5 separate regions of the Sus scrofa genome follow, and regions 2, 3, 4 and 5 are each linked to region 1. A link is a contact called in public Hi-C and HiChIP or PLAC-seq data. All regions are on one chromosome and are shown on one strand. The core of a region is the stretch at or near the end of the contact, and the rest is flanking DNA. Distances in the headings are between cores, read along the strand shown. Region 1 holds the start of BHLHE40 (basic helix-loop-helix family member e40). Region 2 overlaps ITPR1 (inositol 1,4,5-trisphosphate receptor type 1). Region 3 overlaps ITPR1 (inositol 1,4,5-trisphosphate receptor type 1). Region 4 holds the start of EDEM1 (ER degradation-enhancing alpha-mannosidase-like protein 1). Region 5 overlaps ITPR1 (inositol 1,4,5-trisphosphate receptor type 1).

What was found. A called contact is a pair of places that touch in the nucleus more often than the background predicts. HiChIP or PLAC-seq counts read pairs in DNA pulled down with a chosen protein or histone mark.
Region 2: an H3K27ac HiChIP or PLAC-seq map of skeletal muscle shows a contact between it and region 1. The contact joins the enhancer-like site here to the promoter of BHLHE40 in region 1. A contact is called at or near these places in 1 of 5 promoter capture datasets (liver), 27 of 47 Hi-C or Micro-C datasets (alveolar macrophages, blood, brain and 13 more) and 2 of 2 datasets of contacts at active chromatin or transcription factors (alveolar macrophages and skeletal muscle).
Region 3: a Hi-C map of embryonic fibroblasts shows a contact between it and region 1, with 1.8 times the contacts expected there. The contact joins the enhancer-like site here to the promoter of BHLHE40 in region 1. A contact is called at or near these places in 8 of 47 Hi-C or Micro-C datasets (embryonic fibroblasts, fibroblasts, heart right ventricle and 4 more) and 2 of 2 datasets of contacts at active chromatin or transcription factors (alveolar macrophages and skeletal muscle).
Region 4: an H3K27ac HiChIP or PLAC-seq map of alveolar macrophages shows a contact between it and region 1. The contact joins the promoter of EDEM1 here to the promoter of BHLHE40 in region 1. A contact is called at or near these places in 1 of 5 promoter capture datasets (liver), 6 of 47 Hi-C or Micro-C datasets (embryonic fibroblasts, fibroblasts, heart right ventricle and 1 more) and 1 of 2 datasets of contacts at active chromatin or transcription factors (alveolar macrophages).
Region 5: a contact with region 1 is called in an H3K27ac HiChIP or PLAC-seq map of alveolar macrophages. The contact joins the enhancer-like site here to the promoter of BHLHE40 in region 1. A contact is called at or near these places in 1 of 5 promoter capture datasets (liver), 19 of 47 Hi-C or Micro-C datasets (adipocytes, alveolar macrophages, blood and 10 more) and 2 of 2 datasets of contacts at active chromatin or transcription factors (alveolar macrophages and skeletal muscle).

Annotation. Positions count from the first base shown.
Region 1 is chr13:61,526,129-61,530,957 of Sscrofa11.1, reverse strand. It overlaps BHLHE40 (basic helix-loop-helix family member e40), which reads right to left and starts at 2,946. Exons shown (of 5, transcript NM_001245010.1): 1 at 2,601-2,946; 2 at 2,365-2,434; 3 at 2,006-2,113; 4 at 948-1,071. The coding sequence starts at 2,680. It overlaps LOC106505661 (a long non-coding RNA gene), which reads left to right and starts at 2,120. Exons shown (of 12, transcript XR_002337646.1): 1 at 2,120-2,294; 2 at 2,441-2,604.
Region 2 is chr13:61,278,958-61,283,786 of Sscrofa11.1, reverse strand. The region is part of intron 39 of ITPR1 (inositol 1,4,5-trisphosphate receptor type 1); the gene reads right to left. Among named protein-coding and RNA genes, the nearest start is that of ITPR1, 210 kb to the right of the region's middle. Within about 2 kb of position 1,941, at least 43 of the 83 cell types and tissues checked have an H3K27ac peak or open chromatin away from gene starts, as enhancers often do. A contact at or near this core is called in alveolar macrophages, brain, embryonic fibroblasts and 7 more, where this site is marked.
Region 3 is chr13:61,300,664-61,305,492 of Sscrofa11.1, reverse strand. The region is part of intron 41 of ITPR1 (inositol 1,4,5-trisphosphate receptor type 1); the gene reads right to left. Among named protein-coding and RNA genes, the nearest start is that of BHLHE40, 220 kb to the left of the region's middle. Within about 2 kb of position 2,057, at least 44 of the 83 cell types and tissues checked have an H3K27ac peak or open chromatin away from gene starts, as enhancers often do. A contact at or near this core is called in alveolar macrophages, embryonic fibroblasts, liver and 2 more, where this site is marked.
Region 4 is chr13:61,700,846-61,705,674 of Sscrofa11.1, reverse strand. It overlaps EDEM1 (ER degradation-enhancing alpha-mannosidase-like protein 1), which reads right to left and starts at 2,074. Exons shown (of 11, transcript XM_021069286.1): 1 at 1,430-2,074. The coding sequence starts at 1,948.
Region 5 is chr13:61,381,551-61,386,379 of Sscrofa11.1, reverse strand. The region is part of intron 57 of ITPR1 (inositol 1,4,5-trisphosphate receptor type 1); the gene reads right to left. It overlaps LOC106505661 (a long non-coding RNA gene), which reads left to right. Exons shown (of 12, transcript XR_002337646.1): 8 at 2,865-2,902. Among named protein-coding and RNA genes, the nearest start is that of BHLHE40, 140 kb to the left of the region's middle. Within about 2 kb of position 2,474, at least 44 of the 83 cell types and tissues checked have an H3K27ac peak or open chromatin away from gene starts, as enhancers often do. A contact at or near this core is called in alveolar macrophages, liver, omental adipose tissue and 1 more, where this site is marked.

The DNA.
Region 1 (4,829 bases), core at 1,697-4,196:
ATTTGTAGAACATCAGTCTTACCATAGCAAGATGGACAGAGACCAGATAGTCATGAGAATGAAGGAACACTGTCACCTGAAGTACGCTTATTTTCAATGATTTATACAAGGGGCAGGCATGCTGTAATCTTTAAAGGCCATTCCTCAGTCTTTCCCCTGTATTCTATCCACGATCCCCAAGAAATTAGGTAGGATCATCTTCTTATTTTCAACAAGGAAACTGGCAGAAGCACCTGCTAGGTTCTTGTGACTCTCATCATAACAGTTTGGAAAGAGGGGCAGAGAGGAAAGGAATGAGGGATTGGATAGAAGAATTTCTCCCTGGTGTGTACAATATTATCTGGAAAGAGTGAGACGAGACGTGATTGTGATTCTCTGGAAGGTGATTGTGATTCTCTGGAAGTCAGGAGAAACATGATGAAACTTCAGTGGTTTCGTGAGATTGTGTAATTCACCAAGATACCTAGTGGCTATTCAGGGAACCACATGAAATGCAGGAAAAACTCCTGCTGTCATCCTGCCAGGATCATACCACACACCATGTGATAAGGAAGTAGAGACACAGGAAAACACTGGGGCATACCCATGATTTTATTCTCCAATGAAACAGGGCTAAGAAGACTAACTGTAAAACACCCACGATGCAAATTATAGGTGCCTTGGCATTTTGAAAGGAAGGGGGGGAAAACTCCCAGAACCTAGAAACTCTTTAAGCCAAAATGCCACAGAAATATTTTACCGTTTGACTAATACGTATTCATGCCAGGTGGCACATAGCAGCCTCCCAAATGAAAAGTCTGACCTTTTAGGAAAGATAAAACAGCATCTTCCCCAGTGAATGTGCATAAGCAGTTTGTTGCAGGAATGTTTCTTATGTCAGATGTTGAGCCCACAGGCTCTCCATTTGTGCTAGAACTCTTAGGAGATAGCCAGGCTCAGGAACTCACCAGCTTGCAAACCGCTCTGCAGGGCAATGATTTTCTGTTGTTGCTGATCAATTAGGTTCGTTAGTGCTTTCACATGCTTCAAGGTAAGTTCAAGAACCACTGCTTTTTCCAAGTGACCCAAAGTCTGGAATAAAAAGAGCCTCAGTCAGCAGGGAGCTCAGAGAAGTCCCACCTCTGGGACCCTTATTAGCAATGAGAGATGTCTCTAAAGGGAAAAAAAAACAAAAACAACCTTTCCTGGTTGGCTAAATTTCATTTTAAGTTTATAGATGTTTAAAATATATATATATATAATTATTAAAAAAAAACTAGTTAAAAAACAACAAATGAGTGTCACCCATCTTTGGAGGCATTTTGGAAGCAGCAGCTACCTCAGGAGAAAGCTCTGACAGATAAATTTTTCCAGCAGCCTCTGCTGACCTTAACTCAGGGGAATCCGAAGATTACATTTCTCTGCAGTGGTGTCAACCCGAGGAAGGACTTCTACTGTGTCTGGCAGCCAAGAGGCTTTCCCTAGTTTCTTTCCTGACACCCTGTCATAACTTCCAGTTCATCTAAGTTTTTTCTTCCCCCTAAATACTTCTTTTTTTTTCCCTTTCCCCAACCAAAGGCTGTCAAGCTAGTAAGCTGTTGACCATTGCCAAGAAAGGACAGGATGTTTAAAAAAAAAAAAAAATCACACACCCAAACAAGTCCTCTCATTTTAAAAAGAGATGGGGAGGAAAGAGGTTAAGAAAAATTGCAGGTTGCTTGGTTTGCTCAAGTTAGGAAATCAAGAGAACCTTGAAAATCACCAGAACGGTGAGCCTTAAACTCTTGCAAAGGAAGGCCAGCCGGTGTTGGTGCCAACTGGAGAAATACAAACGGTTTTCACCTTATTTGCATGAGGCTGCCAGAAAATTCTGAGGACTGGGGAAGTGTACCCCAAATAGCCACCCAGCAGCTCGAATCCAGCCGTCTGGCCTGCAGTTCCCGGCGGGACCTGCAGGCGGCGAGTGACCCCCGACCGCCCTCTGGGCAAAGGAGCTGGTTTGGAGAAGGGCCAGCTTCTCACTTACTGTAAGTTTGAGATGTTCGGGGAGGAGATCCTTCAGCTGGGCGATGCACTCGTTAATCCGGTCACGTCTCTTTTTCTCGATGAGCCGGTGCGGCAGTTTGTAAGTCTCCTGCAAGGCGCACGGGGAAATGGTGGGCTCCGGAGGAGGAGGATGAGAAGCCCTTTTCCTCCCTTACCCCGCGGCGCGAGAAGAGTAGGGGCAAATGAACAGAGTCACACCCAGAACTACCTTCTTCTCCAAGCCATCCAGGCACGGACCCCGCACCTTGCATACCCCCTCCAACCTCAAAGTGAGAAAAGTTTTCTTGGGAACTCAGTGCGTGCTAGGGGCTGGGGTCCCCAGGGGTCCGGGGCCCTTACCTTGCTGTCCTCGCTCCGCTTTATTCCCCGCCTCGACTTGTACACTTGATACATGTGGGCAAAATCCATCCTGCAGGGAGAGGGACGAAGAAGGGTCGTGACTTTGCCTGCGCACCCGCTGCAGGAACCCTGGCGGGCATGAACCCGCATATGCGCCCAGAGCGATTCCGAGTTGAAAGTCGCTCAGAACGCAGGACTGGAGTTGAGGCTTGAAGGGGCCGGGGGTGTCAACTTACCCTGGTAGGTCTCCAGGCTCCAGTCCTGGTGCTTTGGGCAGGCAAGCGGGGGGCGGCTGCGCGCTGGGTATCCGCTCCATGGCGCGGCGAGCCGGGGCCACTGTGCGCTCCTGTCTGCAGTGGCAGAGAGTCCGGTGAGGACTGTCCTGGAGAGGTTTCGAGGGGTCTCTCCTCAGGAGTTCCTCTGAGTCTGAGCTCCCTGAAATCCTCCGGCTGCCCGGAGCTTCGGCTTTGAGGTGTTGCTTCAGTTGGGGGCGTGCATGGTGTCCCCGCGGCTTCTGGCTCAGGCTCTGCGCACAGACTGGCGATGTGTGCTCCCTGCGCCGTCTGCGCTGTGCGAGCCAAGTGAATGAGAAGTGGGGCGGGCGGGGAGGCGGGAGGGAGCGGGGGGGGGGCGGTTAGGGTGGAGTGGGGGGGTGGGGGGAGAACGAGCCGAGGAGTAATGGAGAGGCTGCGGGCTGGGTTAAATGGGAGCGAGTGGGTGGGTTGGAGCTACGTGTTCTACCCTGTGACTCCAGGCACGTCTGGCCGCTGCCGGGGAGGGAAGGAGCGACCTGCCCGCCCTCCCCCGGCTTCATCACATGAGTCTCACGTGTTGGACAACGCTCCCGCGGCTGCGAGGGAGCCCCCACCCCCAGCTCCGGCCCCCAGGTGTCTGCGGCTGCCTTTCCCCGAAGAGGGGGTGGCAGCGCGGCCTGGGTCCTGCCCAGCCGGGTGGGGGGCGCGGAAGCTGGAAGGGCCCGGGGAGCCGGGGGGGGGGGGCAGGGAGGGGAGGTTGGTAACGTGGGCGAACCTGCCCCAGGGAAATGAAGTAAGTTCCCGTCTCCTGGGAGGGAAGGGGGAGGACGGATCCGCCCGCCTCTGACTCAAGCCGGGAGAGGAATATCCCCTCGCTCGCTCCAGCCCAACCCGTTTCCTCCTCCCCCCGCGCGGTCCGCTCGGAGGAACCAGCGCTCAGCCGAGGGAGTCGCCCGGCCCCCCTGCCTTCCCCAGGGGCTGGGGTTTCTTTCGGTGCCGGCTTCCCTGCCCCCACCCTCCAGCCCAGAGTCCAGGAATCGCCCGACGTGGGGAGGGGCCGAGGGGCGGGGCGGATGTCACCCCATGGGAAGCGGGCTGGCAGCCAAGCGCAGGGGCAGCCGAGGCCGCCGCCGAGCACGCTCTGCGCACCTGATCCGAGAGGCTGCGTGCGGCGGGCCCCTGGCTCCCCCGGAGTTCCGCTCCCGGGCACAGCCTGAGCGCTGGCGGGCACCCACTTGCCCACCCCCCAGGGTGCTCCAGAGTACCCCCCCCCCGCGCGCCTTGGACTAGTCAAGCACAGAAAGATACCCGGCGCGGAGCCCTGCGTTCCCTCCCTTCTCTGCCCCCACCGGAGCGGAGGCGCTCGGGTCGCCTCCCCTCGGGCTGCAACGTTACACAACCGTGGCGGCGGCGCCTGCCCTGCAGCAGCGCGGGGCGTGACACTTCACGTGGCCGGAGCTCGGGCCGCAGCGTCCCCGACTTCGAGCCCCTCTGCCCAGACCGGGGGACGGAGAGCCCCGGGCCGGTGTGGCCCGCCGGAGTCTGCCGTCTCCCTCCCTCCGGGAACTTCGGCGGTGCCGTGTGGGATCCTCACCCGGAGATGGAGGAAAGGGAGAGAGACTAGGAAAAACTATCTGCCCTTCACAGTGACATCTTAGCATTCATTCATTCTACACGCATTTGTTGACTTCCCTACCCTGTGCCAGGCATTGTCCCCGTTGCTAGACACACCGTGGGGGAATCCAACGCAGATTCTGCCCTTGAATTTACAGGAACCTCTGGGAAGATAATACCTTGGGCAAGGCAGCCCTGGAAAACGATATCGGTGCCATTGGTGGACAGAGGAAAAAAAGATAAAGTGTTTTTGTTTTGGGGGGTTTCCTACTAAAAATGGTATTTAATGCTAACCAAGACGCCTGGGTAGAGGAGGGATGAGAAGTTAACACACTGCCCGGAGCTTGGGGCAGAAAGGTCTCTTCCCAGCGGCCCGAGATCTCCGCAATTTCACTTAGGTCGCCTGAGGCCCCCACCTACCTTCCCCGGAAAAGTCCGGCCTCTGTGACCTTCTAACTCAGCCTGGAGCAAGGAAAACAGCTGAAACTCCAAGCGCGCGGCGTGAGCATCGCTGATGCAGTCAGAGGAGGGAGCCAGTGGAAATTCATGACTAAAATAAGGCCTGGCTGGGGATTTCACTGACCTCTACGCTGCCCT
Region 2 (4,829 bases), core at 692-3,191, 250 kb after region 1:
ATTTAGGATTTCTTCCAATGAAGACATTAACTAATGCTTGGTATGTTTTCGTAAACTTCATAATATCTAACAGGCAAGTTCCCTAAATAACACAACCCAATAGGACCTAAAATGATTTCCAGGACGGAAAAGGCCAAATCAAGCCTGGCACAGAATTTGGTAAAATAACCAACAGCCTTTGCTAGCACTCCCTCCTAAGAGGATTTCAGCTCTATTGCCATGTGGGTAGGTGCTTTTATGGCAGAAAGCCACAATTTTGAAAAATATAAGCCTATTAATAAGCTATCTATGTTCAAACAGGATACCAGCTACATAAATATAATCCATGCTACACAAAGTAAAAGGTAATGTTTGGTAAATGAATGAACTGATTTTCTCAACACATTTTTATAATCAAAATTAATTTTTTTCCACACAGAAGGTCATCCTCAATGACCACACATTAAGGGAGAATATTTTGAGAAAATGAGTATGTTTGGATTTCACAAGTCTTTTCTTGTACTGCCTTCATCCCAGTACCAGACACTATATTCAGAGTCTGATGCCTCCAGTCAAGGTGAAGTCTCCCTAAACCAACAGTGACTGGCAATGATGTGATGTTGCCTGGTTTTGAACTTGGAAACCAACAATTGCTCCCTACTGCCTCTCCACGTTTCTTCTTAGATCTTAAGTCTTCCCAGGGCTTTTAGTCAAGGTCAGCAAAATCAGACTTCATAGGGAAAAGATTTCAAATGATGGGCTTTGAAATAAAAACTCAAAATGAATTTCAACGAAAAGGATCCCGAGTGTCCTTCCCAGATGAGGCCATGAATTAGGTCATCATAACCACAGCACTGGAGTAGTAACTAGATCTGGGCAGATAAGACCCTGAAATGATCGCTTTTTATACATAATGTTCCTAACATTTTATCCAGGGATGTACTTCTGCATAAATGAAGGACATTATATATTGTCCTTCTTAAATAAAAAGAAACCCAGAGACTTCCTAGGGTTATTATTTATGGCATGTGCACAGCAGCACATGCTCACATACATGCTGTACACACATACATATATACATCAGTTTCATGTGTGTCTATTACAGGCCAGCACAGAGCACAGCCATAGAAATACCTTCTGTTTTCTGCTGCCACTAACATGAACCCTATTATCCCTGGGCTTCTAAAATTTTCCTTTGAAATAAGCTGTCTCCATCCATGAACCAACCCTAGCAGAGGCTGAATACAGTTCAATAAATGCAGCTGTATTATAGATCTAATTATCAGCCCATCAAAGAGAATTTATAATCTCCAACCCCCATGAATCAGCCTTCAGTTCCTTTCACCCACTCAATCTCAGAGGAGGGAAAAAATAAACAAGCAAATAGCGAATGGCCTTGCAAATATGTTTGCTGGGTCCTGTCTTTCTTGAGCCTTTGAAAAGCCACATTAAGAAAACAGAACGCTTGCAAGAAAACTGAGCTAAAATGGAACTTACCTAGCATTTTAGTAGAAAAATTTAAAATCTTTCCATTTGATAATAACCCAATGTCCTTTACTATGGCATTTGTTTTTAGAAACAAAGGAAGAAATATTTTAGTTCCAGTGATGCAGTTTCATCTATATTTTATAGGAAAAGTTCATCAGCAGTCAGAAGAGAAATTCATTTTTCAAAAATGCATTCTGACTTGATTAAATTATACAACTTCAGTCATGATGGAATCATCTCAACATTAAAAAAAGAAGAAGAAGAAAAAGAAAGAAAAAGGAAGAAAAAAAAAAAAAAAACTTCCCCAGATTCTGCAATAGCTTCTGTGTGCTCCGAGTTGAGCTTGGTTGCTCTCTGGTTGCCAGTGTCTAACAGTAAACAGCCCTGCTGCATTTATTGGCAATTACTGCTGAAGGTCACACATCAGCAGTGAGCCTAAATTCCAGGAAAAAAAGCAGCTCTTATGTAACTGCTGCCTGAATGCTGGCAGGTGCCCAACCCAGCAGTTCACAGCAATGTAAAAAAGTAGGACACCTCCACCCTGGGTTGGACGTCATGAGAACGCCCCCTGAAGGTGAAATTTAATAATTCTCCCATTTCTCTTCTGTTTTCTTCCCCCTAAATTTTACTGGCGGTGGCTTTCCTTTGCTTGCAGAAGTAGCTCCCGGGGGCAGAAGCTAAGGACAGAAAGGCAGACAGAGGCAGGCTGCAACCGCCCTAACAAGTAGAAATGACAACCTTGCTTTTTTGTTGAAATGGCAAGAGGCTGAAGCTGCAAACTGACACTGATGGCTCTGAAGAGTCTGAAGTGACAGTGACTGAATGGGGATCACATCTCCCAAATGTAGAAATGCAGCCCATCCACTGAGCCACAGCCCACACTTTCTAAACACGCCATTCCTCTCCAAAGAGGCATCTATGTAAATGAGGTAGGTCACTGCTCTACCCACTGCCTCATCTTGAAGTTAGAGGACTTTATCAAAATTACCCTTTTGTGGAGTTCCTGTCGTGGATCAGTGGAAACAAATCTAACTAGAATCCATGATGACACAGGTTTTATCCCTGGCCTCGCTCAGTGGGTTAAGGATCTGGCATTGCCGTGAGCTATGGTGTAGGTCACAGACCTACACCACGCAAGCTCAGATCTAGTGTGACTGTGGCTGTTGCATAGGCCGGTGGCAATAGCTGCAATTCGACCCCTAGCCTGGGAACCTGCACATGCCGCAGGTGCAGCACTAAAAAGATCAAAAAAGAAAAAAAGAAAAAGAAAAAAAACCTTTGGTTTGCCCAGAACTTCACAGTTTAGGAAAAGTGGCTCCATGGTCACCTGCCAGTTGTCCTCACCTGTCATGACCTTTCTCGCCCAGGTAAAAGTTCTTAAATTGCATGTCCTCATGACCCCATGTACTTCAGCTTCCTACATTTCTCATTGACAGCCTGTCATTTAACATTAATTTGTATTATTGTCTATCTCCCCCACAAAACCATAAACTCCAGAAGGGCAGACACTCTGCCTATTTGGGGCACCATTGTATCCAAATCCCCTAGCAACACAGAACAGGCACTCAAACATGAGTCACAGAAATGAATGTCTCAAGCATCAATCGGAGTCTGTTTAAAGCCAAGAAGGGGTGGATGCAGGAACCTTCCAGGGTTGGGGGGGACAGAAACATTCCCTATCTTGATTTGTGTGTGTCCAAAGGTAACAGTTCATCAAGCTACCAACTCAGGAATAAGCTGAACAGACACTAAGCAAGTAGCTCCTTACCCTTCTCCCATTACCTGTCCTCTTCCTGCCCCCTAAGGACAAGGTGAAATCAGGAAGTAAGGAGAGAGACCCTGCCTCGTGATTTGTGAAAAATGATAATAATAAAGAAATGAAAGAAAGCCCTCCTCTTCCTGGTTTCGAGGGGCATGCCACTCTAGGAGACAGCTGGAGAGGCCCCACACCATGCACTTTTCTCGCAGGAACTCTGATTCTGTCCTCACCTCACTCTCCTTTCTCAAAGACTGACAGAGACTCAAAAGGCACTGTATCTTCCAAGCCATTCACTGCATATCCACTCTCCTGCGATGCCCAACTGGCCTTTATCAGTGAAGGGCGGGGTCCTTCCCCAATCAAAGGCTCACAGCTCTCCAGGTGTGCCGTACCCTGGCCCAGGGGCGGTTCCGCACAACGTCTCAAGTGTGAAGTGCTGCTTTGCAATTTAGTTGGGGAGCTTGCCTATATCCAGGGCCAGAGTGGACTCTCACGCAATTCTTGACGGAGTTTCTGCACAACTACAGTTGTGGGCTGCTGGTTTCTACCCGTACATGCAAACAAAAGGCTTGGTGGGAGAGAAACCTCAGTAGCTGTGGTCTTTTCCCGAACAGACATGGATGATAAAGGCCCATCAGGCATCTCTGCTCAGAAGGCCAGATCCACCAGCCCGAGGGCCTGGGGACAGAGTGTTGGTGTCCCAGGGCTCTGGTGGTTGCCAGGGGTAACAACGAGGAGGGGATCCACAGTTGCTTCCTCAGGGAATTTTCAAAGAATCCAAGTGGCTGCCAGAACATTCTTCTTTTATAAACAGACAGTATTCTATTTCCTAGCGTATAATTATAAACACACCTGCTCCAACTGTGGAATCTTTCCATAAGCAAGCAATAAACTCCTAGCCAGGAGACCCAAGTTCTATCTTGAGCAAGCAAACACATCCAATGATTACTAGGGAGCAAAACAGTATATTAATAACACTGCAGACTCCGATGAGGGAAGGTTTTCCTCTCCCGACTTAATTTGTACTTAGGCAAAGAGAAACTTGAACTTAGTATTTCAGAGGGAAAGTGCAAATCAGCGACAGTAGGTAGAAACATGAATACCAAGAGGTGTCAACAAGAAAATTCAGCATTAGATGTGTTGCTGCCCCACAAATAACCCGGAAGAGGGCAGACTAAACAGGAAGCAGCAAAAATCACTACAGTTGAAAGGGTTAAGGGTCTGGATAACCTTTTGCTTTTCTTGCTTTCCATGCAACCTAGAGAGCCTGGCCTCCTCACCTGTTCACGTTGATAGGTATAAGAAAAAGTATGCACTTACAGAATGTACCAGGGTTGACACATAAGAGCTCCAGGCCAGCTGCTGAGGCAGCAGAGCTAGTTCTGGTTTAGTCATTGGTTGTGTGTGCTCGAAGACCACTCACTTAACCTCTCTGAGCTCCATTCCTGAGTGAACTGAACCAAACTCATAACCATTCGTATTGTTTTCAGTTTTAAGTCTGGGATTCGAACTCTTCTTAGGTGTACCTGAACCATCTCTTGGTATTTCTGAAATGACAGTGGTAGGTATTAGAGCGGGCCTCCGATTTTATTTGGTAGCTCTA
Region 3 (4,829 bases), core at 808-3,307, 220 kb after region 1:
GCAAGTTTGGAAGAGCACTCTATCCTCAGAAGGACTAGAGAAAGTTAGGAAGAGGAAGAAAGGACAATTCAGATGTGCTGTGGATTGGATAGGATACAATGAAGTGATGGCTCAACTGACAACTATTTTCAAGTCTTCTCTGACATATTTTTGGTGGTCCTTTGTCAAATTTTGGAGATTGTGGAAAACTTGAGGTTTCCTCTGAGGATAGTTTCTCTTAGAAACTAATTCCTACAATTCCCACTGCAGCGCAATGGATTAGGTTGCTTAGGTTGCTGCAGAGGTGTGGGTTCAATCCCCAGCCCAGCAGAGTGAGTTAAAGAATCCAGTGTTGGTCATAAGTGCAGCTGAGATTCAATCCCTGGACTGGGAACTTCCACAGGCTGTGGGTATGGTCAGAAAAAAACAAACAAACAAACAAACAAAAAAAACCTTAATTCTTGCTTATGGGTCTTATAGAAAGGAAGGAGAAACACTTTGTTTCCAAAGATTCCCCCCAGCTCCTCAACAACTGCCATCCTCTGAGAGAAGGCCAGAAGCAGGGATATATGCAATCATTCATTTCTGCCTACACTGGTGGTTCAGCTACTCGGGAAAGGAGAAAACGTAGCCTGGGTTTCCAGTTCCTCTACAGGCACAAGCCAGGATAACTAACCTTCCCCTCAGACTACCTCAAAAGGACTGAGCTTCTCGAACCCAAGTGACAAGGAACATGCTGACTATCTTTGCAAGAATGTCTTGCCCTGAACTTCAGAACCTGGTGCCAGTGGGTCCAGGCATCTTCTCTTGTTACTTGGAGAGTTGTGGGCAATCATGCAAGTCTTACACTCCCAACCATGGGAGCTTCTTTGGGATTTTGGGTTTTCACTTCCAAACCTGGATCTAGATCAAAGACTCCTGTTCAATGACATGCCAGTTTCCTGGGAATGGAGAAGAAAGATGTATGTCCGCAGATGACTGGGACCAAAAAGTGACATAATAATGATAATAATAACACAGAGAAGGAAAGGAAAGGTCCTGGGTCAGGGAGCAGTTAACTGCATTGCCCGTTGCTTTCGGCTTCACCTGTAACATCTGTTAGTGTAAATACCTGATAACTGAGGCGATGAAGACTTCCCTGCCTCCTGGGCCTCTAAAATCACTTCAAACATAGAAACAGTCAGAGAGATGGAGGTGAATTGTGTGTGAAAACAACATAAATAGCACAGCCCCCAGGCTCACTGGATCATCAACCATGACACAGAAGCAAAATTTAAGAAGTTGGATTTTTGACAGAAAAATTTAATAAAATGAACCTCATTTTAAAATAATCAAGGCAGCATTAATACAAATAATCACTGCCTCATTTTGAGAGCCTTCTAGGACCCTGGCTTTGAGTGAGGCACTTTCTGTGAATCACCTTCTTCTGGGCAGGAGCTGGGCTGAGCGGTCAAGGGCACTGCCCCGAGCCCTGAGGGACTGAGGAGACAGGAGTGGAACAGGCCTTCCTGCTCCACCACACCAGCCCCAGGGCAGCAGCTCCTTCCTGCAGCTCTACCTGACATTACTCTCTTTAATCCTCTCAACATGAGCAAAAGGGAGGGACTCAGTTTTTCCAATTCTCTTTTCACAAGTGAGAAAACTGAGTTTCAGCGTGTCCTGAGAAAGTCCAAGGTCACCCTGCCGGTTGGAACTCCAGCCCAGGTGTTTCCGCTTTGGAAGCCAAGTTCCTTCTCCTGCACGCCTGCCCTACTGGGTAGTGTCCCCCCAAGTCCCTGACCCCATGCCACCCACTCACCATGGAGGGCCCACTGGCAGCACCTACAAGCCCTCCCTGAACCAGGCCAGGGTGCTTTGCTGTCCAGACCCTTGTGGTTTCCGCTGAAGGGCAGAGTGCCTGGGGGAGCCTGCTGGGGCCCCACCACCTGCCTCCCTCTTACTGTCATGGTAACACCCCCCACGCCAGGGAGAAAGCAGGCTCCTGACTCTGATGCTGGCCACACTCTTCTCCCACATGGATAAAACCCGAGGTCAGAAAACACCGCTCAGAAGTGACTCATTTCTGACTTCTCTGCCAAACACAACACCCTTTTACGTAACTCGCTTGCACACCACTCTCCTCCTCCTGGGGTGGCTGCCCTGTCAAACCAAGGCTGATCTTCCTCACCAGCTGGCCCCCCATTTCCAGCAAAGGCAAAGCAAACTGCTTCTCACCCTCCCACCCCCGCTCCCCGGGGTCAGAGGGGGGTCTCCAGCGTGCTCTCTCCTCAGTGCCTTCTGTGGTGACTTCTTCTGGAAGGGGTGGGAGATTTCCTATCTAACACTGGCTCCTGGCCTGCTGTCTCAAGCCAACCTCAAAAAAAAAAAAAAAAAAAAAAAAAAAAATGTGGTGAGGGAAAGGCCCTTGGACGAGGGATTTCTCTCTCATCTCATCTCTCAGCTGAATCCGCAGCCAGCTTCCTGACAGAGCACTTCTCACAGTTTCCAACTCATACTGTGTACGTGCAGAGAAGAAAATCCTTTTTGGGTGTGTCTGGAGGCTAGACTTGGCATAGGAAGAGCCTTGGGCAGCCATTTGATACATGCAATTTGCTGTGCTTCTGCAACCGGAAACAATTAATCCCCCCCACCACCAAATCTTTTTGGATCTGTCCCCTTTATTTGCTGAACGGTTCTCTGTGGTCAGATCAGCACATATATCCTCAACCATCTGTATGTGCTTAAAACACCCCAAACACTAGGTGTGTTGAAAGATCCATTCTACTCCTTCTCTGCCCCAGGTGAGACCAGCCTCTGTGTTCCTGTAGGAAAGAGGAAGTGGGGGAACATTCCCCCGGGTGCTGGTGGGAACATCTCAGGAGGAAGGAAACACACAAAAATTGGCAAGGACTCGGAGGACGGATATGCAAGTGCCATGAGACTTGCTGAGCCCCTGCATGTGCCAAAAATTAATTCACAAGCAAATGCTTATTTTATAGTTTCCCACTTTGCTACAAAACATCAAGCAGAAAGGAAAGATTTCTTCTGGGGGCTGGTAGGAAGTGGGTGGCACTGGAGAGGGCAGAAAGAAAGCAGGAGTTACTCTTAAAGGGAAGCTTGATCCCATGGCTCCACGATGTCACCTGTTCCAGGGGACCCCCCGGGGGGCAGTCCCACCTCCTTGTTCCTGTAAGCAGGGGATAACACCATGAAGTCTGAGCCACTCTGACGGCACCCAGGGAGGAGAAGTTTGGGAGGTGATATCCATCCTCAGATGTTATCACCATCACAGAAGCCAGGGCAGGGACAGAAGAGACTGGAAGACTTGGAGTCCACTGTGTCAGGCCAGGAAATATCCTCAGTTTGGCTGCCAGGCATTTCAGGGCTGAAGTGATGATGTGACAGATTGCAAGGCTTCAGGAGAAGGAAGTAATTCTCCCTGTGAGAGTTCCTAGTAAGCACGGTAGGCCCTTAGTTTTGGATTCCCATCAGCTGAATTCTCTTAGAACTTCCGAAGAGCTATGGTCCCCAGTGAACTTATCCTCAGTATAAGGGTGAATTTTCACATATCCTCAAAAGGGGAAGGACATGAGTTGACACTTCTGCAAAGATGGGACTGAACTTTCAGGGGGAACAGAGCTCCCCAACAGCAGGGACGATGGTGTCTTCCTTTTTTGCAGCTATAGCACCCAACTCAGGGGCTTGACTGACCTATGGTAGGTGTTCATCAATTATAACTGGGATATGTGGGGGGGGGATGTTCTCTGCAGGGGACCCCCACAACTCCCTCTCCCCTTGGTGAACACATCCAGTTCACACCAAGAGGTGCAAGTCTTCTCCCCTCCCTCTGAGGCTGGGCTCATCGTCTCTCTGGCACTTTGACTGGTACAATATGGCGGACGCGTTATACAAGGAGTCCAAGCCCAGGCGTTAAAATGACTGGTAGCTCCTACATCTCACTTCCCCAAACACAATTTCTTAGAAGCCAGCCGTCATACTCTAAGAAGCCTAAACCACACAGAGAGGCCACATGGAGGAGAACCAAGGTGACAGCCCCCGCTCAGCAACCAGCTGAGAGCCAGCACCTGTGCCACAGTCATACAAGGGGCCATCTTGGCCATTTCTGCCCAGTCAAGTCCCTGGTGACCACAGCCCCAGCCAGGACCACCCAGAGGAAGGAGACCCACCCAGCTGAGCCCACACCCACAGAAACACAACAAGTGTCAGAACAGCCATTGCTTTAAGCCCCTATGTTTTGTGACATTTAGTTAATCAACAGTAAGACAACTAAAACAGGTGGTGGGGGAGGAGGGGACAGGAAGCACGTGACACTTAGCTCAGGCTCTGTCTGGTTCTGTATCTCTGAGGAAGTCACAACCCTCCTTGACCCCCCATTTCCCTCATCTCCATAATGGGGTGACACACACTCAGCACCCCTCACAGACCAACCAGGAGACTCAGACAAGACAGCCAGAGGAAAAGTACTTCATAAAAAAAAGCCAAAAAGCAACTGGATGCTGTTCCCATTTGTCTTCTCTGCTGAGCTCTGCAGCCATAAGCCCACCCCTGGCCCACATACATCTCTGGCTTTGGAGATGACAAGGTGTTGCCTTCTGAAACCAAGAAAATCATCTTCCTTTATAAAGCACCTGCCTTCTTCTTGGAATCTTTATCATCCTCCTGAGGAAGGAAGCTGTTACAGGCAAGGAGGGGTTTGGGGAGCCAAGCTGCCTTGGTTCAAACCTTGGCTCTGCTACTTCCCGCTTGCATGATGAGGGACAAGTTCCTCAACTACTTTGGGCTTTAGTTTCTGCACCTACCTCCTAGGGAGATTGTGAGGGTTAAATAAGTTGATACGTGAGAAGAACTTG
Region 4 (4,829 bases), core at 825-3,324, 180 kb before region 1:
TTTTTTCCCCAAAAAACTGAGATCAAAAGAAAACACCTGGTGCTGCGGGAGAGGCCCTAGAAAAGGCAAAAAGGCAAAAAGACAAAAAAAAAAAAAGAAAGAAAGAAAACACATGGGTATAAAGTCTGGTATAGTTAAGCTAATTAGGGAAAACAACTCAATTTCATACAATATGAAAAGGCCCAGTAATTTTTTCCAAAATTTAATAAAAATTTTTCTCAAAAAAATTGATTGAAAATATATTTATACATATGGCCAGTTATACATTTAAACTATATCAACCTTTACACGTAAAGTGAAACACGAAAAGTACCTCAACAGTTTCCTACAATTTTAGAAAGACCCAGTCCTTTTAAGTTAACCTGCCCTGTGCCCTCATGCTCTCAAATTGAAATTTATGACATGAGTTTGTAGATAATAAAACCATTTTTAAAGCTCTTCTGCCTCCTTTACTCTATGGGCTTCCTTTTTAGAACCTGAGAAGTGGCCTTTGCTGCTTTTCACCAGGTGAAGGAAAACACAGGGCTCACTGTCAAAAGGGGCCAAGCAACGGACTCCTCCACTCCCGCCTGAGAGGAGGAACCCAGGGGAAGACAGTCACCTATCCAGCCATCAGGGTCAGTCAGAGCACACCGGTTCCCTCCAGCCAGGAGGTCCTCAGCTGGGTGTGCTGTCCTCTTGGACTCTGAAGTCAACAGCAATGACCCTTGAAGCTCACTCTGCAAACAAGCCTGATCCAAGGACAGGACTGGTCCACCTTTCCTGACAGCCCTGCCACCAGACCGGGGAGAACCTGCAGGACAGACCCTACAGTAAGGCAAAGGAATCCCATCCTGAGCATCAGGAACCCAAATGTAGGCCTCACAGCCTCCCTCCCTTCCACCTAACCATCCTCAGCCTAAAAAGCAGCCTCTGTGATGAAGGAGAAAGATTGTAGCCCTGCTCTGCCTCAGATTCACTGCCTGGCTTTAGAAGTCCCTTCCCGGGATCAACTTCTGAATTTATATATTTCTATACAGAAAAGTGGGGAGTAGGCTAGGTGGGGGAAGGTAAGGGCTAGTTCTGAAGCTACATTTACAAGGGATTTCATCTTGATTTTATGTTCACCTGGAGAAAGGGTGAAGATGGGAGTTTAAGGTCCCCCCAAGTCACCCCTTGGTACTGCTACTGTGCCCTCTGTTCTCTGAGCCTCAGTTTTCCCATCTGTAAAAGAGATTGCGCAGACAGCAGTCCAGTAACTCGGATTCCGGAAGAATCAGGACAGAGGGCAGACATCGGCCCTTCCACTTACCCCCAAGCCCCCATCACCCTAAACACCCCGGCACCCTTAGGGGGACCCAGAGGACGGACGGCAGCACCCACCCCCGGGGTCGGAAGGAAGTGCGTGCGGTGAGCGGTCCCGGGCGTCCGGCCGGCGCGGGGTACTCACGGGTCCCCGCGGTCCGGCCCTCGGCCGCGGCAGTGGATGGGGTTGAGCTCGTCCTGGGGAAAGGCGTGCGCCATGTAATTGTCGTAGCCGAAGACGAACATGCCTCGCGCCAGGTCGCGCATCTGTGCGCGCAGCTGAGGCGGGAAGGCACCACTGTAGCGCTTCTCGTACTCGTCCCGGCCGCGGTCCCGGCCGCCCAGCACGTAGCCCCAGTGGGCCGGGCCACACACACCCGGCCCTGGCCGCCGCGGAGCCCGCCGCCGCCCCGCAGACGCTGCCGCCGCCGCCGCCGCGGGAACCGGCGGCTGCAGCCACGACGGCCCCCCAGGCGTCCCCGGCCTGCCCGCGGGCCCCGAGGCAAGAGACGCGGGGCCGTCGGAGCCCCTCAGGCGGTGGAAGCCGAAGCTGAGCGGGAAGCGCTGGTAGAAGCCCATGCTGGGCCCCAGCCCGAAGACAAGCCACAGCACTCCATGGAGGCCAAGCCGGAGGAGCACCAGCCCCAGGACGAGCGCTCGCCATTGCATGGTCGCGCGGGCGCCGCGGGCATTATTTTAAAACGCTGGGGACCTTCCCCGCCGACCACCGCACCCCACGTCCGCCTCGTAGCCCCGCTCACTTCCCCTTTAAGGAACTTCCCCGTGACGCACCAGGAACTGGCCCATTGTCCCCCACCCCCAGCATTCCGGGCCCAGCCGGCCAGGCCCCGCATTCGCCCGCCCAGTCGCCCGGATTGGCCCGGCCCCGGCCCGGCCTCGCTGTGCGAGGCGTGGGACTCCCTCAGGCGCCATAGGCCACCTGGTTGCCCCCAACGCCACGAGGCCCCGCCCCGTCCTTTCGGCCCCGCCCCCAGGGCGGTCCGGAGTCGGCTGGGCTGGCGTGGCGAGTAGGAGCAGCTCGGGCTCCGGAGGAGGGAACTTCCAGCCAATGGGAGCGCGGCACGGAACCTGCAGCTGAAGGCTGGACAGGGACGTGGCCCAGGACCCGCCCCGCTCCAGTAGAACCGGCTCCGCGCTGGGACCGGAGCTGTATGTTAGGGACGGTAACAATTAAGACATAAGGAACAAGGAACGAAAAAAGGACATTTCTATATAAGGCAGCTACTTTGGCATACCAAGGGCAAGTTTTTTTTACATGGTGGGGGGTGGATGTTGCCGTAAAACGTTATCTTGAATTACTTTTATTAAAACACCCTAATTTGTTTTCTTTTAACTTAAAATTTGAACCCTTTTTATTAAAACGCCCTAACTTGTAAGAAGCGCTCACGGTGACTGTAAAATACACATTCCCAGGTCCTGTCCTAGACCTATAGATAGAGGGCCCGGGCAATGTGTCTAACAAATACGCTTCGGCAATTCTTAGTATCCGACAATTCCAGGAAATACTGAGTTAGGTTGAGTTGCCTTTGTCTCAGAAATACGACTATTTTTAAAAAAAGATACAGAAGAAAAATGCAGGGGGGAGGAGTCAAGGCTGCTTGCCGCCACCACCGATTATTTTTACCAGATCTATTCAATCATATCACCATCTCTCCTGTGCACTGTAGCAGTGACCTAACCTTTGACGTGTGGGATAGGTTCCTGGTCAAATCACTTTACCTCTTAGTATCTACTTACCATAATAAGCAAGGTTGAAAATGTCAGCTCTGAAGGGCTATTGCTTTCATGTAATGGCTCAACGGTTTGGGGGTTTTGTTTTCTTTTGTTTGCCGCATTTGGAAATGTCTGCTAAGATTTGCCCTCCTTAAGTTTAGACCATGTGCCTATTATACTGAGGTTCCTGAAAAGCTCAGGAAGCAAGACCTGATGAGTGGCTCAAGCCAGACTGGCAGAATAACCAAGGGAGTGACTAAGAAGATGACAGAGTAGTCATGTGGCACATTCTCAGGGTCAGAAGACTTTTAGCAATACAGAGGAGGTATAATGGAGACTCCCTGAGAAGGAGCCTGAAGAAACATGATTGTAACACAGGTGGCTGGCACATAGTAAGACCCTTTTTGTTGATTGACCCTTATTCCTGTCCAAAATACCGACAGGCCTGCCCAAGCATCGAAGGAATGTAAAAAGAGTTTGAGCCAGGGTCTTTTGCCTACAGGTATTCTTTTCCTACTTTTCACCTAGGGACCCTGATGAAAGTTCAACATCAGGGCTTGATCCTGAACGTTCAGGTCTGCCTTCTTGAAACTTGCAAACTGAATATGAATATTAAGGGTCATGTTATATATTTCCTTCATAAGTTATTGCAAATTTTTACTTACCAGCAGTCAACTACAAACCACATTGATAATAGCTCCTGTCTTCATACTGGAGACAAACTCTAATAACAAATCTTTTTCATAGCCAGAGAAAACCCTCTAACTTCTAAAAGACGCTTTTCATGGAAAAACTGACAATAGCTGCCAGCCATATACGTCTGGCAAGTTTCAAAATACTTTCCACATGTGTTCTTATTTAAGCTTCACAAAAAACCTTGTAAGGTGTAGTCCACAAGCCATAAGGGAAGAAGTCAGGTTGGGGGAACTCAAGTTCTCCAAGTGAGTTGGCTCTAGGAAGAAAAAAAGGCAGATCAGGCTGGTCTTTCACACTTTCGTCCCAGTTTACTGAAACCAGCTAGCCCTCAAAAGCCAAGAAAGACTGGTCTTTCTACTCTTCCCAAACCAGCAATGCTGACATTAGTGTCCTGCAAGGCACATCCCAGGATTCAGGGGCCATAGTCAGAAAATGTTTTCTCCTTGAATTAAGCTGAACCAAGGGGGGACAGAGGTAATTGTGTTAGCTCTCTATATTAGACTAGACACCCCTCAAGGTAAATGTGCCTGAAAAGACTGGGACAACACCCATATCCAATTAGAAAGGCCAATCTTAAAAACCAACTCTTTAAGAAACTGTTTTGTACTGGGTCGTTCCACAAAGTATCTTACAAAAGCATGAGGGGACTGATTAAAAAGAAGCCTGAAATGCGTTAAGGTAAAAATTGCTTTACTCTGGGTGGCGCCAAAGAGACAACTAAGAATCCAGATTCAGAAGACTGCCAGAGTTTAAATCTTAGCATTGCCCTCTGAGTGACCTTGGGAAGTTTTAACTTTTCAGGACTTACTTGCTTGTCTGTAAAATAAGGGTGATAAGAACAGTACTTACTGCATATGGCTGTAAAAATTAAATTTATTGTATATAGTGTACCTACAACATGAGTAAGATAAAAACTCAACTCTTTCTTGAGACCAGCATTTGATAAAAGTAACTGAAACAGACACAGCTGAGGACTAATTCAATAACTAAGCCCCTATTTTCAAAGCACTATTTTAGAAGAAAAATGTGTCTAAGGAAACCAAGTATAAAATAGAACAAGGGCTAAAACTCAACACAGTTCAAGAGCAGTTGCAAAAGCTTTGAATCCCCAAGTC
Region 5 (4,829 bases), core at 1,225-3,724, 140 kb after region 1:
TGTTCAAAAATACTTGAGGAGCACTGACCTTAAGTGCTTGGTGCTGAGCATACAGCAGTGAGCCCCCTGTACTTGGTCTCTGCCTACTGGACCTCTTTCGAATGGAAATGGCTTTTAAGCTTAAGTATGAAATAGAGTTCCTGCATCAAAGTGCTCACCATTTCATTAAAGAGAGTAGATTTAAATTAAAAACAAAGAAAGAATGGCATAAAGCAGATTCTGCTGTGTCACTAGCAGAGAGAGTAGGGTCAGAGTAAGAGCTGACTGTAGTGGTTGTGGTTGGCTGGGTGCTCTTCCTGGAAGGCATGGGCCTGAGGGAAGCCTAGCACTTGGCCTGGGGAGGGGCAAGCATGAGGGCCATCTAGGCAGAGGGCTGGCACAGTGGGGAAACCAGTCTGGCTGGACTTGAGGATGAGGTCAGACAGGCAGGGGCAGCACAGACCCTGGAACAGTAGGCTGGGAGGGCCTAGAAGAGAGGCTTCACGCATAGGAGCATGGCTCAAGGAGGGTCTGGACACGGGGAGGGAAGCAGCCTGACAAGGTGCTGGGGGCTGGGGACACGTGCGAGCTGCAGCAGTCAGGACTTGGTGCTCACCTGCAGTGCACTGATGACTGACATGCAAATGATGCTCGGCTGCCTAAAATGGCTAGAGAATTCATCTCAAATCTGGCTCTCCAAGCCTTCATATGTTCATTTTCTTAAGCAAACCCTCCATAAAAATAGAAAACACAGACTTCCAAACAGAGTCCACATGAAAGAGGTCTTCAAAAGAATATAGAAAATCAATGCAAGAAGTCTGCCAATAGCTTAAAGTTTAAGGAAGAGTTTCTTCTCCTATTTCAATAGTAAGTGACCAAATGACTACAGATTCGAAAGGGAATTTTCCATGTCAGATTCACATCTTCTTTTATGGCATATGTGGTTTGATTATTGGACTCCCGAGCAATGATTTCAGAAAGGTCTCTGACAAATGCAAAATGCACAGACTTCATCTGACAACCATTCACTGAACATTTCTAATGTCCATACCTGGCACAGTGCTGAGTGCTGAGGGTTTGGAGATGAGAAAAGACAAGGCTGCTGCCTCCATTGGGCTTTAATGCAAGGAATATGGCCATAGGGCGGGTCTCAGGGCTCTCGCCTTTCCTGGGGCACTGTCTCCAAGTCCCAAATGCCCAGTGCCTATATGCTGGACAAATGAACGGGGCCCACTGGCCTCCAGAGATCTGCTACTGCCATCTGTGCTCCTCACCTCAATGGCCAAGGAGATGCTTCTGTATGCCTCTGTACTTGGGCCACCTATAATCCTGGAGCATAAAGGCTCTGCCCAAAGGGTACAGAAAGCCAGAAATCATGCATCTTTTTAGAATGTCTATTTTAGCCAACAGTAAACAATTGAAAATATTTTTATATTAAACTCAAAATATGCCCTGGAGCAGAACATGAAATTGAAGCAAATTTTAAAGATAGAATCCAAGATTTTTAAGAAATGCCACACTTGCCACAGGCCACTTTAGGCCATGTGCCCCAATCCTTGGTGATAAACCTTCATTCTCCATTTCATTCCTTCAATGCAAGGGGAGGAACAGGATCTTCTGGCCTAGATATACATCAGTTACCACCTTAGAGGTTCTCTCTCCCTCCATTCCCCCAGCCTTAATATCCAACAATGAAAAGCGTGGTGGGGGCCTCTGCTAACACCCTGACCACAGGCAGCAAGGGAATCTAGGTGCTCAGGATGGGGTGGATGGTTGTTCCTTTGCACTGATGAGGGGAGATCCCCAATTTTGAGATCCTAGGTGTTGCCAGTATTTTAAGTAGATAATCATCCCAGGAAATCTCAAATTACTAAGGAGTATGTAGTAGTTAACACTAATAACCAATTCCAGCCAAACCCCAACTGTTCTCTCACTTTCCACCTGGTCTTGCCCCCTGCACTGTAGGATGAGCTCTGACACAGCATTAAGGCTCCTCCCAGGAGGCCCCCTCTGCACAGAGATCCAGATCTTCACAGAAAAATGGTTAGAATCTCTCAGTTGCTAGCGTGGGTGCAGAGAGAACACCTGAATCCAGTTACTTTCTACTGAGCTCAGACTTTGATATAAAATGCTGAGCTTGTGTAAGCGCTGAGTCCAGTGACGGCTGCGCCCATGGTTCACTAGCCAGAGTGTGCCGGTCTCTAAATATTGGCAGAATCCTGCCTTTTTTCAAGATCAAAAACATTGATCTCAGGTTCCTGGCTTCTACTGGATTTTTGAGAAAGTCACCTTCAACTAAGACATTTTGTTCAAACATGCATTCATCTTGGGTGCGTGTGTGTGGTCAGGAGGGTGGGGTTTGGGGAGACCCGTGGGCTCCCTGTGGGCTGTCAGCTGCATCTGTTGTTCTGGGTCTGAGATGTGCCCTGTGCTTCGCTAGCTCCTCGTGGTGCTGGCATCTCGCATACCAATGTCATTAGGTACTGTCTGCCTTGGTCCTCCTACAATCCAGCCAGTGCAGTTCCCGTCACAGCAAGCACTTCCTCTGTCACAGCAGACAAACTGACTGAAGCCACAGCCGGAAGCAGGCTGGCCACAAGCTCTAGGGTTCTGGTTAGTTCTTTTCTAGGTAAAGTTGGAAAAGTCCCTGCAAAGGCAAACACTGAAGTTTTAGACACGGGGGCGGCACTGACCTCTTGAAATGTTCTTGACTGGAAAGAGGGAGGGAGGGTGTGTGTGTGTGTGTGTGTGTGTGTGTGAGAGAGAGAGAGAGAGAGAGAGAGAGGAAGGCAGAGAGGAGAGGAAGTTGGATCGTATGATGCAAATGCTAATCATTCTGAGAAGCGTTTTTTTTTTTTTTTCTTTTTTTTTCTTCTCCTTCCCAGGTTCAACTGAAGAGGCTGTTCTAAGAAAGATGACTGAGGTAATCAATCACCTCCTCAGAGAAAGTCCACTTAGGTAGAGAGTTTTGTTTACCATATAAACAACAAAGCATTTATTGTTGAATCTCTTATTCTTTTCCAGCCAGACTAGAGAAATGAGACTTTTTTAGTGGGGGCAGGAGGGTAAAGGAAAGGGTCATGAGAGAGAAGAAAGGTCGTGGGAAAATGGAGCTATAAGCCACAGAATCCCCTCTACGCTCCATAATCGACTCTGGGAAGATTCAAGAAGGCAGACTGTCCTTTCAGGTCAAGTGTTAACTGTGTTTCTACTTATCTTACCAAGCAAAACAACAAGCTGGACTTTCCCAGAATGCCCGTGGATGCTTAGGTGACAGGGTGACCAGAGTGGGGGAGGGGAGGCCTGGAGACAGATTCTTAGTCTCCCTATGTATCCAAACCCCCAGAAAATGCCTGGAGAGGAGGTGAATTGGGAGGGTTAAAGATGACCCTTTACTTTCCTAAAGCCGGAATGTATTACACTCAATAAACTTTAAATATTTGCTCCTTTTGTGAGTTAGGGCGATTATTTGCATCAAAGAGGAAGAAAATAATCTTGAGAGCTCACTTTTCTAAGATCACAGAAAACAGTCAAAATCCAGAATCTGTTGCTTTGGGTGAAAAAACAGTGATAATGATCGCCAATTAATAAGCTCAAGATTCCAAAATTGCCATTGATGGTATCTGTTACACATTTTTTTGGAGGGGAGGGGGTGGAAACCTAGACAAAAAAAACATGGATCCCAGTGGTAAAAAGATCAGGGTTTGGAAGGAAGGACAAATAGAGCACAGAGGATTTTGGAAGCAGTGACACTATCCTGTTTGCTGCTCTAATAGTGGGTGTCCTTGCATATCTGTCCAAACCTACAGAATGCACAAGAGTGAACCCTAATGTTAACTGTGGTCTTTACTTAATGCTAATATATTCATATTGGCTTATTAATTATAGTAAATACACCCAGTAATACACAATAATAAAGGAACTGGGAGGAGGGAGGGAGAAGGGGGCGCATGGGAGCTGGGCCTTTCTGTTCAGCATTTATATAAACCTAGAATTTCTGTAAAAATAAACTCTATTAATTAAAAAGAAAAAAAATCCCACAACCTGGAATCTGTTGGCCAGCCCCACATCCAAGGATTTAGTTCACAGGTGTGTTTCCACAGCAGCCTCATGAAGTGAGACGGCAGTGGGAAGACCCATGTCCTGGAATCAGAAGCTGAAGCCATGACACTCCGAGCATTCACAGGACAGCAAGCCCTGGGCCAGTTGGCCGACCAGTCTGGGTCTCTGTTTCCCCTCCTTTGTTCTTTTTGAGATTGAGCTCACTGGCTACTTCAGGGGATTAATGTGAGGATCAAAGGGCTGTGACAACGTGTCACATCAACTGGAAAGCACTATGCAGGAGTATTATAGATCCCTGTCACTGGCCCAAGTCACAAAGCTAGTCTGCCAGCCAAGATGCAGACCGCAGGTGGAGCGCTTGACTCCCACTTGAGTTATTTCTTCCCTTCTCAGGCACGGGATTTTAGAGGCACAGATTTTTCTTTTACCAACAGAGTCACTCAAAGGATGCCCAAACTGCTTGACAGTCCAGTTGTCAGTGTGGTCTGTTCTTGGCTGAGGACAACATTACCCAGATGGCCCCATTATATAATCTTCAGCTGGGCTGGAATGACCACTCAGCCTTCCAGACTCAGTTAATAGTTGTTCTTGGATGATACAGTGTAACAAAGACGGGCCCTTGCCAGAGAGAGAGCCGCACCCATTTCTGATGAAATTCCTAGCAAAAGCCAGCTGCAGAATCACGGTTTCATTTCATTCTGGGCCCTCAGGTAAGGTGACCCCAGCCCCCACAGGGGCCAGGAGAAGGCAGCACTGACCACTCAGAACCGTGTAGCTGAGTCCTGGGC